Linked DNA regions of Mus musculus: regions 1 and 2 are each linked to region 3. The links are chromatin contacts, called in public Hi-C maps. All regions are on one chromosome and are shown on one strand. The core of a region is the stretch at or near the end of the contact, and the rest is flanking DNA. Distances in the headings are between cores, read along the strand shown.

Region 1 (3,391 bases), core at 576-3,075, 500 kb before region 3:
TCAGATATCCGCCTGCCTCTGCCTCCCGAGTGCTGGGATTAAAGGCGTGCGCCACCACGCCCGGCAAATCACAGACTCCTTGCCTTTGTAGGGCAGATGGCTAAGGACTGACCCTTGCCCCTGCCCCTCACCCGCTCCCAGAGTTCTGTCGCTTTCCAGTCTCAGTTCACCACCCCCTTGAATGTTCATGTTGTCACTATTGCTTTTTTTTTTTTTTTAGATTTACTTATTGTATGCATTTGAATATTTTGCCTGCATGTATGTGTATGTGCCATGTGTCTGCCTGGTGCCTACAGAAGTCAGAAAGAGGCACTGTATCCTCTAGAACTGGAGCTACCAACTTTGAGAGCTGCCATGAGGGTTCTAGGAACCAAAGTCAGGCCCTCTGCAAGAGCAACAAGTGCTTTTAACCAATAAGCATCTCTATGGCTACTGCCACTGGGTTTTAGGTGGGTTTTTTGTTTGTTTTTGTTTTTTTTTTTGTTTTGTGTGTGTGTGTGTGTGGTTTTGTTTGTTTTTGTTTTGTTTTGTTTTGTTTTCGAGACAGAGTTTCTCTGTGTAGCCCTGGCTGTCCTGGAACTCACTCTGTAGACCAGGCTGGCCTCGAACTCAGAAATCCGCCTGCCTCTGCCTCCCAAGTGCTGTGATTAAAATCGTGAGCTACCACTGCCCGGCTGTTTTTTTTGTTTTGTTTTGTTTTATTTTTTTAATTTACACTTCTCTCTCTCTCTCTCTCTCTCTCTCTCTGTGTGTGTGTGTGTGTGTGTGTGTGTGTGTGTGTGTGCGTGTGTAGGTCAGAGGACAGTTTGCTGGAGTCTGTCCTTTCCTTAACCACACGGGTCCCTGGAATCAAACTGAGGTCATCAGGCTTGGTGATAAGAACCTTTCTCCACTGAGCAGGACCATCTTGCCAGCCCTGTCCTGGGCCTCTTGCCCATGTAGCTGCCTCCACCAGGACCAAATATCCTGGCCGCACCCCCTCCCCCCTGAATGAAGCCTTTCCTTCTAGGCCTCTCAGCAGCATCTGCCCATCCTCTCCACAAGGGCCATGGAGAGCAATTTCGAGAGCCAGCTCTATTCCAGAGAGCTCATTTAATCTCTCTCGGCCTCTACTTCCTCACATATGAGACAGTTTTTCTATGTAGTACCATGGTGGCTAGTGGGGTAAATGAGCTATATCATGCATAATGATTTACCACATATCTGGCAGATCCAGGAGCTTGGGTAAGTGCTGACAGTCACCCTAGACTTCCAACAACTAACTGCTGTCCCTAGTGCTTAGCAGAGCACTTGGGGCCAAAACAAATCTCAATATTGTTGAGAGAGTAATAAGAACGTGATTAGGAACCCTCCTCTGGAAGACGCTTTCCTGACCCTTCATAGCCTCAGCACTGATGCAGGGCATCACAGGAGCCCAAAACCTGTCTGTATGCAGTACAAATGAGCCCATTCTCGTGTGTGTGTGTGTGTGTGTGTGTGTGTGTGTGTGTGTGTGTGCACGCGCGCGCGCGCTCATGCACAGCATTTTGATGAATACAAGTAAGGTTGTTGGAAGCACGGACTAGAATCTTCCAGCTTCAGGTGACCAGGTGACTGGCAACATGGCCAGGATGAGAGCAAGAACCTGAGAAGTGTTTGGCCACTGAAAATAATCTCCCTGCTTGAAAGGACTGGAAGCCCCCAGCAACCCTCCCCTGCATGCACTGCTTCTGCAGTACTTGAGCAGAGCAGTTCCCAGTGGGAAACGAGCGGCTGCTGTGCTGTGCGACAGCAGATCCATTCTGCGTAGGAAGTGCCATTTGATGTGTGAGGAATTGATTAGGCACCGGCTCTTGGCCCGGCTGTGGCAGCATCTGAGGAGGTCCAATTCATCATGCAGCGTCCAGCCCCCAGCCTGGCTGCGTGCACACACACAAGTCACCCTGGCACACAGATGCTCTTGAGATGCCTGGGCTTTTTCATTCTCCCAAGTTGGGGCCAAGCGGCAGCCTCCCGACATCGCCCACCCCGAGACAGCAGGCACAGGCTGCGGCACTGATGAGCCTTTGTTTGTCTCCCGAGTGCAGGTCCACCTGTCTTATAAGCTCCTGAACTTCCCCTTGGGTCTAATAAGAAATCTGTACTCTGCTGAGCCTGTTTTAGGATGGAGGAGGGGAGATTTTCAGAGGACTGAGTTCACCTCTCATTCTCCATAAGAATCCTTTCCGAGGCAGCAAAGAGAGCAGTGTGTTCCTTTTCCTCCTGTCTCCTCTCCCTCCTCGCCCCACCCCCTCTCTTTTGCATTGCTGAGGATGGAATCCAGGGCCTTGTCTGTGCAAAGCAAGCACTGAGCTATACCCAGCCCCTGACTTTAAGGTATTTTAATAATTTTGGTAAAAGGTGATTTTGTGGTGTGTGTGTGTGTGTGTGCACATGTGTGTGTGCATGTGTGCACGTGCATGCACTCACATATGAGTATGTATACATGCTCATGCTCATTATATGGTGGGGTGTACACATTATATGTGCCTGTGGCCCTGGATGAAGGCAAAGGACAACCTCAGGCACCGTTCGCCTTTTTCTCTCGCTGGCCTGGAACTCTTCATGTTTACTAAGCCATTTGGCCAGTGAGTGCTAGTGACCCACCAGTCTCCATCTGTCCAGTCCTCTCCTGTGTGTCCACTGGGTCACACTGGACACAGGGGAGAGGAGCCTGTGGAGGGCGTGCTTGCAGGGTTCTGCAGCTGCATGCGGGGGCCCCTGGATATATGCTAGTCTGACTCTACCTCCAGCTGTTCCACCAGCTGCATCTCCAGGATCATGAGTGTGTTGAACAGCTCACCGATGCTCTCAGTGCACTCCGTCAGCTTCTTCTCGATGTTGGACAGATCAGTCTCTTCCCGGATGGCATTTAAGTTCTACAAATAGAAATCCGCACTTGGGGGGACTCAGTAGTTAACAGTGTAGTAGGAAGTGATGATTTGGTTTTATGGGTAAAAACTTAGAGTCTAGAGGTGAAGGGCCAAGTTCAAGTGTCAGCCTGCCATGTGCTAGCTCTGACAGCTCTGGGGACGCTGCCTGCTGCTCTGGCACACTGTATACAAAGGCACCTGGAAGTGGCAAGCATGAAAAGAGCACTCAGACCTACCCTTACCTCCCTGGAAGAAGAAGATGAAACTCCTGTGGGCCAGCCTCTTTCACAGTGCCAGGAGGAGGGAAGATATTCTTATCGGGAGAGATGGGAGCCAAGGTTGGGGGCAGTCTGTGCAAATCAAGCTTTAAAAACTGATTCATAGGGCTGAATAGATAGCTCAGCAGGTAAAAACACTTGCTACTTTTCCAGAGAACCTAGGGTCAATTCCCAGCACCCATATGGTAGCTCAAAACTGTAAATCCTGTTCCTGAGGCTCTG
Region 2 (3,395 bases), core at 618-3,117, 360 kb before region 3:
TATAAGAGAGTATTTTTGTTTTAATCCCAGGTGTGGGATATGAGGCTGCTCCACACTGACCACAGCAGCTGACTATGATTTGTCTTGTGCTCCAGCAGAGGGGTGGTTTTGACAGCTGCAGATGATTCTGTGACTGTGTGATGTTTGGAATTCTGGGAACTTTTCAGAGGCTCTATAATGATAGAGCCCTGAGATGTTGGTTGGTTGTTGGTAGTCGTTCAGGGGGATTGGTTGCAGGGTTTTTTTTGTTTCTTTGTTTTTTTGGTTTTTGGTGGGTTTTTTTTGTTTTTTTGTTTTTTGTTTTTTAGACAGGGTTTCTCTGTGTAGCCCTGGCTGTTCTGGAACTCACTCTGTAGACCAGACTGGCCTCGAACTCAGAAATCCACCTGCCTCTGCCTCCCAAGTGCTGGGATTAAAAGTGTGTGCCACCACTGCCCAGCTGTGTGGTGCAACCTTAACACTAGAGAGTGATGGTTTAACTTTATAACTCAAATCAAACACAGGCGAAAGCTTAACTGACAAAGACAAAGCAAAATGGTTGTTATGGTATTATTTCAGCCATCCAAAGCTTTTTTCTGTATGTGATGGTTTAATTAATTGTTTTGTTTTTAGTGGAATTATAGGAATATATCTGCTTAAATAGCCTTACTAAATTGTATCTTTATAGGTATCCCATATTGATTTCCAAATTTATTTGCATTAAATATTCTTTTTAAAAATGACTTGTACTAACATACTTGTGTATGCTCAGAGGTGTGTGTGTGTATGTGTGTGTGTGCACGTGTGAGTGTGCATCTCTGTGTGTGTGTCTGGGTATCTGTGTGAATGCGTGCATGTGTGTGTCCGTCATTGTGTGTGTGTGTGTGTGTGTGTGTGTGTGTGTGGTTGCACATGCTCGCAAGCCTACAGAACTACTTGCTTCCTCTGAGGCAGGAGAGGAGGAAGCTGTTAACTTCACATTCTGCACACGCCTGATTTTATGAACAAGCATGTACTCCTTCTGTGACTTTCAAGAAACAGTGCAAATCCTTTCAAAGGCAGTGGAATGTGAGAAAAGCATTCCCAGCAGGCCCTGCCAGAAGTGCATATGTTCCCTAGGAATTGAACAGGACCTGCCGAGCCATGCAGCACCGCATAGTGGAGCTCATCTCCCGAGTGTCCAATGAGGAGGTCACCGAGGAGCTGCTGCACGTCAACGATGACCTCAACAATGTCTTCCTCCGCTATGAGAGGTGGGGCAAAGTCCTCGGGGTCTTCTCCTTGAGAAGATGATTGGTGTATCAGAGGAAGTTCATTCATAAACAAAGCAGGGAGAGGAGCCTGGGAGCCTGGGAGGTGTTAGAGGTGGGGAGTAGTCATCAGAGATGCTCATTTGCTCTTGGATGACAGAAAAAGTGCTTCTTGTTCTCCAGAGAACAGAAGAGCAGGCAGCTGACTGCAGCCTCCACCTCTGCTCCCTGTGAGTCCCAGGGAGGGCTGAGACAGGGTTTGCACCTGCTCCTTTGATGATCCTTTGAATTTGAAAAGGACTGGGGGAGGGGAACCTTTACTAAAGAACAGGATTTCCTCTATTTCTAGTCTTGAAAAAAGATCATTCCCTTTGTAAATGTCAGTACTTCTGGGGTATTGAGTGAAGTAGGCTGGATGTGAGCACTGTTTCTCTGGGGAAACACACTTTTCTTCACTTCTTCCTGCAGCCAAACCACTTAAAGTGATAAACTTGAACCCTCTTTTTTCTTCCCGAAGCCTCCCACAGGACAAAGTTGGTTTTTTTTTTTTGGTTTCTTCTGGACCTAGCTTTACGTGGGTAGTGTGGAAAACTGCTCCCATCTGTACCGATTTAGGCACTTCCCAATTGGCCCAGGGTTGTGGCTTGCTTTGACTCTAGGCCAGCCTTCTCCATTAAAGGAGCCTGACAGCAGTGTGAGCCCCTTGGAGGCTGTAGCCACTCACTCTGCTGACTGGCAGGTTTCTGTATAAGTTTGTCAGAGGACAGTGCTATGACATAAGTAAGAACAGAACACAGGCACTGTTTGCTTTGGAGGCTCTCTAACCCAGTAGTTCCATGTAACCCTTCACTGGAGATGTACAGCAGGAAATAATGTGTGATGTGTGACTGCTGCCCATAAGCCCATTGGGCTGCATTACAAAGATGTCAGAAGCACCTCTGCAACACACACACACACACACACACACACACACACACACACACACGTGTCTCAGACTGGCCTTGAACTCTTGACCTTCCTGCCCCAGTCTCTCCCCAAATGCTCAGATTACAGTTACCCACCACCATGCCCATGTAGTCTTTCTAGTTCTCTTTTTGTTTTGTTTTTGTTTTATTTATTTTTTTCAATACCTCCTTTGACTCCGCCCAGTCCCCACCCCCTCTCCCTCAGATCCATTCCTTCCTCCTCTGTCCCTTCAGAAAAGAGCAGGTCTCCCAGGGATATCAACTGAGTTCAGCATATAAGGTGGGATAAGACTCGACACAAACCCTCATACCAAGGTGAGGAGGAGGAGAGGTGTCCCAAGAGCAGGCCAAAGAGTCAGAGACACCACCCCCTACTCCTACTGTTAGGAGTCCAGCTAAAACACCAAGTTAACACCATAACATACAGACAGAGGACCTAGCACAGACCCACACAGAGGACCTAGCACAGACCCACACAGAGGACCTAGCACAGACCCACGCAGAGGACCTAGCACAGACACATGCAGAGGACCTAGCACAGACACACGCAGAGGACCTAGCACAGACCCATGCAGAGAACCTAGCACAGATTCACATAGAGGACCTAGCACAGGCCCATGCAGAGGACCTAGCACAGACCCACGCAGAGGACCTAGCACAGACACATGCAGAGGACCTAGCACAGACCCACGCAGAGGACCTAGCACAGACCCATGCAGAGGACCTAGCACAGACCCACGCAGAGGACCTAGCACAGACCCACGCAGAGGACCTAGCACAGACCCACGCAGAGGACCTAGCACAGACCCACGCAGAGGACCTAGCACAGACCCATGCAGAGGACCTAGCACAGACTCACATAGAGGACCTGTGGGACTTGTTCTGGTGTCCTTCACTCCTCTGGCTCCTGCAAATCTTGTGGGAGGTTTTGTTGATGTTGTTGTTGTGTTTGTTTATTTGTTTGTTTGTTTTTAAAACAGGATCTCTCTATGTAGTCCTGGCTGTCCTGGCACAAACTTTGTAGAACAGGCGGGCCTTGAACTCATAAAGATCTCCTGCCTGTACCTCCTAAGTGCTAGGATTAAAGGCATGTGTCACTATCCCTGACCTATAAAAACAAACAAACAAATAAATAAACAAACAAATAAATGAAGGGTGCAGTCTCGGAGCTGCCATGGTTCACTTAGGTCTGCCCACCTTG
Region 3 (3,457 bases), core at 267-2,766:
AGAAAGCCATATTTGCCCAAATATCACAAGAATAGCCTTATACCAGTTGCTAGCATTGTTCCCCTTTGAAACCTTTAGCTGAGCCCCCATAATCAACGTGTCTCTTATCACTACTCACTGTCTTTCCAAGTTCCTACTGTGATGGCCCATTAAGCCCCATTTATAACACTCAACTGCTTTCTTAGTCCAAAGTCCCAAAGTCTTCTACATTCCTCTAATAAAGAGCATGGTCAGGACACAACAATAGCCCATTCCCTGGTACCAACTTCTGTCTTAAAGTTACTTTTCTATTGCTGTGATAAAACACCATGATCAAGGCATAAAAGAAAGTGTTTACTTTAGTTTATGGCCTCTGAAGGTTAGCATTCATGACTGCAGAAAGATCACATCCTGACTGATCCACAAGTAGGAGAGAGAGAGAGAGAGAGAGAGAGAGAGAGAGAGAGAGAGAATGAGAACACTGGGAATCCTCCAACAAGGCCATACCTCCTAATTCCCCCACAAAGTTCCACCAACTGTGAAGCAGAGGAGGCTGTGGGGACCATTTCTATTCAAACCATCACAATCAGCCTGTATGCATGTCCAGCCACACACTACAACTGGTTGATCGCCCTGGTTACCTGCTGCCTGGAAGCTGTGGGACCACTCTCTGCCAGCATCTCAAGAGAGGGTGGGAGGGAGCACTTAGCACCAGCCTGGGAAGACACCAAAACAGGAGACTTCAAAGTCATTCCATTTGGTGAAGTAAGTATAACACATCACACCTTACAGTAAGTCAAGGATCAGCCAGGGAAGATGCGCCACATAGAAAATGACCAGGAGGTCAATACCTCCTTCCCAGATCTGAGCATAGGCTTTACACAGCATCGCAGGGCACCTGAGCGTCAGGTCCCCATTCCCAAGACTTTCCCAACCCACAGCAAAAGGCCTAGCAGGGCTCTCCTCCAAGGAAAAAGTGGAGGTTTTTTTTGGGTGTGTGTGAATAAGAGTGGCCCCCATAGGTTCATATATTTAAATGCTTAGTCATCAGGGAGTGGCACCACTGGAGAAGGATTAGGAGGTGTGGCTTCGTTAGAAAAAGTATGGTTTTAAGGTTCCAAATGCTCAAGCCAGACCCAGCGGCCCTGACTCTTTCTGCTGCCTGTAATCTGGTTGTAGAACTCTCAGCTATGTCTCCAGCACCATGTCTGCCTGCCATGAGGACAATGTACTCAACTTCTGAAACTAAGACAGCTCCAGTGAAATGTGTTCCTTTATAAGAGTTACAGTGGTCATGACGTCACTTCACAGCACTAGAACACTAAGACATGGCACCTTAGCCAAAGGGGATGGAGAAGGATGCAATAGGAGAACCCAGGAAGGATTTGGAGTGCTCTGCAGGGAGAACATCCTTCACTATCCAAGGTCAGCAAAGGAGAAACAATGTTTCTGAAGTCGTGGGTACAGAAGGGCGTGATGTGTGGTCCAGCTCTGCGGGTAGCTACGCCTCAGCCTAATCTGACTTCCCCAGTCCCAGGGGAAGGCCAGGAACTGAGAATAGACGTCATCCTATTTTCCAAACAAACAGCTGGCATAGTGCCTTTAAACTCTGAAAATTTTGTTTCTTCTTCACCGTTTTCGTCAGCTATCCTTGGGGCTTTATAAATAGAACCACTCAAACGCAGGCAGGGGTAAATCAGGCAGCCAGTCTGAATATTCAGCACAGGGCTCAGAGCCTGGGGAAGAACAAAATGGGTGAATTAATGGCCAGGCAGAGCCACCAGCTACTTCCTGGGGCCCCAGAGAGAGGAAACCTGCAAGGGCAACAGGGCAACAGATGGTCAGAAGCCCCAGAAAAGACTACGCGGCCTCTGAACTTGTCTGCCTTTCCCAGAAGCCCTCCATGCTTCCGGAACACCCTCCCACGGAGCTTCCGGTGCCATATGGCCCAGGAGCGCCCCCAAGCCCTGTGCTCTCGCTCCTTTAAGTGCTCTCCTTCCTCCACAAGAAGCTTTTCTCAAGAATCCAGGGCTAATCATGGCTGCAGGCTCCTGTTTTCATATGGCTCTGGGGCGCCTCCATGTGAGACCAGCTGCCGATGGCTACAGCTGTTTAAACACTGCCTGTGCTATCACATGGATATCTCTGTGTGGTTGCGGGAGGCCATGCAGGATGATGCCTTCAGGATGTTTATATTCTTGGGACGGTGGGGGTGTCACTGTCACAGGAGGTTGGGTGCCATCACCGTGCTCCTCTACCCTTTCCCACGGGCCTACCCTTCTGCACAAGGCTGCGCGGGCCTTGTCTTAGTTCTTAGTCCCTCCATGGTCTTCAGCTTTCTGAACTGTGCCCTTCCCTCATGGCCCTTCTTATCACCTGCCCTGCCCTGCAAATTCCCCTTTTTCTTGTGTCCTATTTAAATATCTGTCCATCTCTCTTCTTCCTCTCCATCTCTGTTCCTTTGGGATCTTAGGGGTTAGGGACATAGCCTTTCCCCCCAAATGAAGGAGAGTTGCAGGTGGTGGCCCAGAAGCTGGAGGTGGAGAGGTCCAAGTTTAGGCAAAGGATGCCATTTAAGAAAGACCTGGTGTCCGAACACTGTTGAAGAGCAGTCTTCACCCACCTCAGCCTCTGGAGGAGGGAAGTGTAGTGTAGAGGCTTTGTGGTGGGATACAGGCTCCAACCAAAGTGGTGGTGAGTAGCTAGTGAGGTCAGAGGAGCTGGGCTAGGCAGGAGGCAGAGATGAGGACTTGGCAGTAATGAAAGGCTTTGCGTACACAGGGGTATCTACCTCAGCTGACACCCTGGGAACAGGCTGGGCAGTTGCTCAGCATGAAGTTGACCCAAGCTCCAGTAACCATTGACAGCAGATGGGCTGGAAGCCAAAGCTGGGGGAACCTAACATCAGACAGTGTCAAGAAAGAAGCTGATAGGAACTGAGGTCACAGCCCTCCTCAGGGAAGTCCCACTCTACCCCATTGATACCCTGGCTCCCTGTTGGCACTGAAGATGAACAAAGTCTATAACCTAGTCAGTAGTCAGAGCATGTCAGCACACAGCCCTCCCCCAGCAGCAGGAACCATGGTGCTGGCCCTCATCCTATCCAGAGCCCAACTCAGCAGAGATGGCCAGCGTAGTGTGGGGCTGGAGCCACACACAGGGATCTTGGGGCCAGGCCTGTCTATGGGGTGACCAGCAAGCATCTACAAATGGACAGTCTGAAAGTGTCAAATTGTAATTAGAAGGAAAGGAGCTATGACATCACAAAACTCACAGAATGGTCACTATATGGTAAGGTCTCCTCCATCAGGGACCTGATCTTCAGCCTCTGAGCCAGAACGGAAGCCAGGCACTCACAGGGAGTTCCATGACCGATGCATCTGGTCCCCTCATATGTCAGCCTCTGGCATTTGGGGCTCAAGACATAGTATAACCACTCAGAGTCTATACCCTAGCAAATTAGGGTCCCTGGGAGCAG

Evidence for each region. Hi-C and Micro-C count contacts between places; a contact is called where the count stands out from the background.
Region 1: a contact with region 3 is called in a Hi-C map of cerebral cortex, with 2.7 times the contacts expected there. The contact joins two enhancer-like sites. A contact is called at or near these places in 5 of 484 Hi-C or Micro-C datasets (the G1E-ER4 cell line, bone marrow-derived macrophages, cerebral cortex and 1 more) and 1 of 115 datasets of contacts at active chromatin or transcription factors (embryonic stem cells).
Region 2: a contact with region 3 is called in a Hi-C map of cortical neurons. The contact joins two enhancer-like sites. A contact is called at or near these places in 2 of 39 promoter capture datasets (embryonic stem cells and stem cell-derived epiblast-like cells), 1 of 15 datasets of contacts at CTCF or cohesin (large pre-B cells), 4 of 484 Hi-C or Micro-C datasets (the G1E-ER4 cell line, cerebellum, cortical neurons and 1 more), 3 of 115 datasets of contacts at active chromatin or transcription factors (double positive thymocytes and embryonic stem cells) and 1 of 9 other capture datasets (embryonic stem cells).

What each region holds. Positions count from the first base shown.
Region 1 is chr11:60,383,720-60,387,110 of GRCm38.p6, reverse strand. It overlaps Drc3 (dynein regulatory complex subunit 3), which reads right to left. Exons shown (of 14, transcript NM_029044.2): 10 at 2,766-2,897. Among named protein-coding and RNA genes, the nearest start is that of Atpaf2, 32 kb to the left of the region's middle. Within about 2 kb of position 1,825, at least 66 of the 459 cell types and tissues checked have an H3K27ac peak or open chromatin away from gene starts, as enhancers often do. A contact at or near this core is called in cerebral cortex, where this site is marked.
Region 2 is chr11:60,246,768-60,250,162 of GRCm38.p6, reverse strand. Tom1l2 (target of myb1-like 2 (chicken)) reads left to right here. Exons shown (of 15, transcript NM_153080.3): 8 at 1,099-1,232. Among named protein-coding and RNA genes, the nearest start is that of Gm38501, 10 kb to the left of the region's middle. Within about 2 kb of position 1,867, at least 48 of the 459 cell types and tissues checked have an H3K27ac peak or open chromatin away from gene starts, as enhancers often do. A contact at or near this core is called in cortical neurons and double positive thymocytes, where this site is marked.
Region 3 is chr11:59,883,895-59,887,351 of GRCm38.p6, reverse strand. No RefSeq gene overlaps it. Among named protein-coding and RNA genes, the nearest start is that of 1810063I02Rik, 36 kb to the left of the region's middle. Within about 2 kb of position 1,516, at least 107 of the 459 cell types and tissues checked have an H3K27ac peak or open chromatin away from gene starts, as enhancers often do. A contact at or near this core is called in cerebral cortex, cortical neurons and double positive thymocytes, where this site is marked.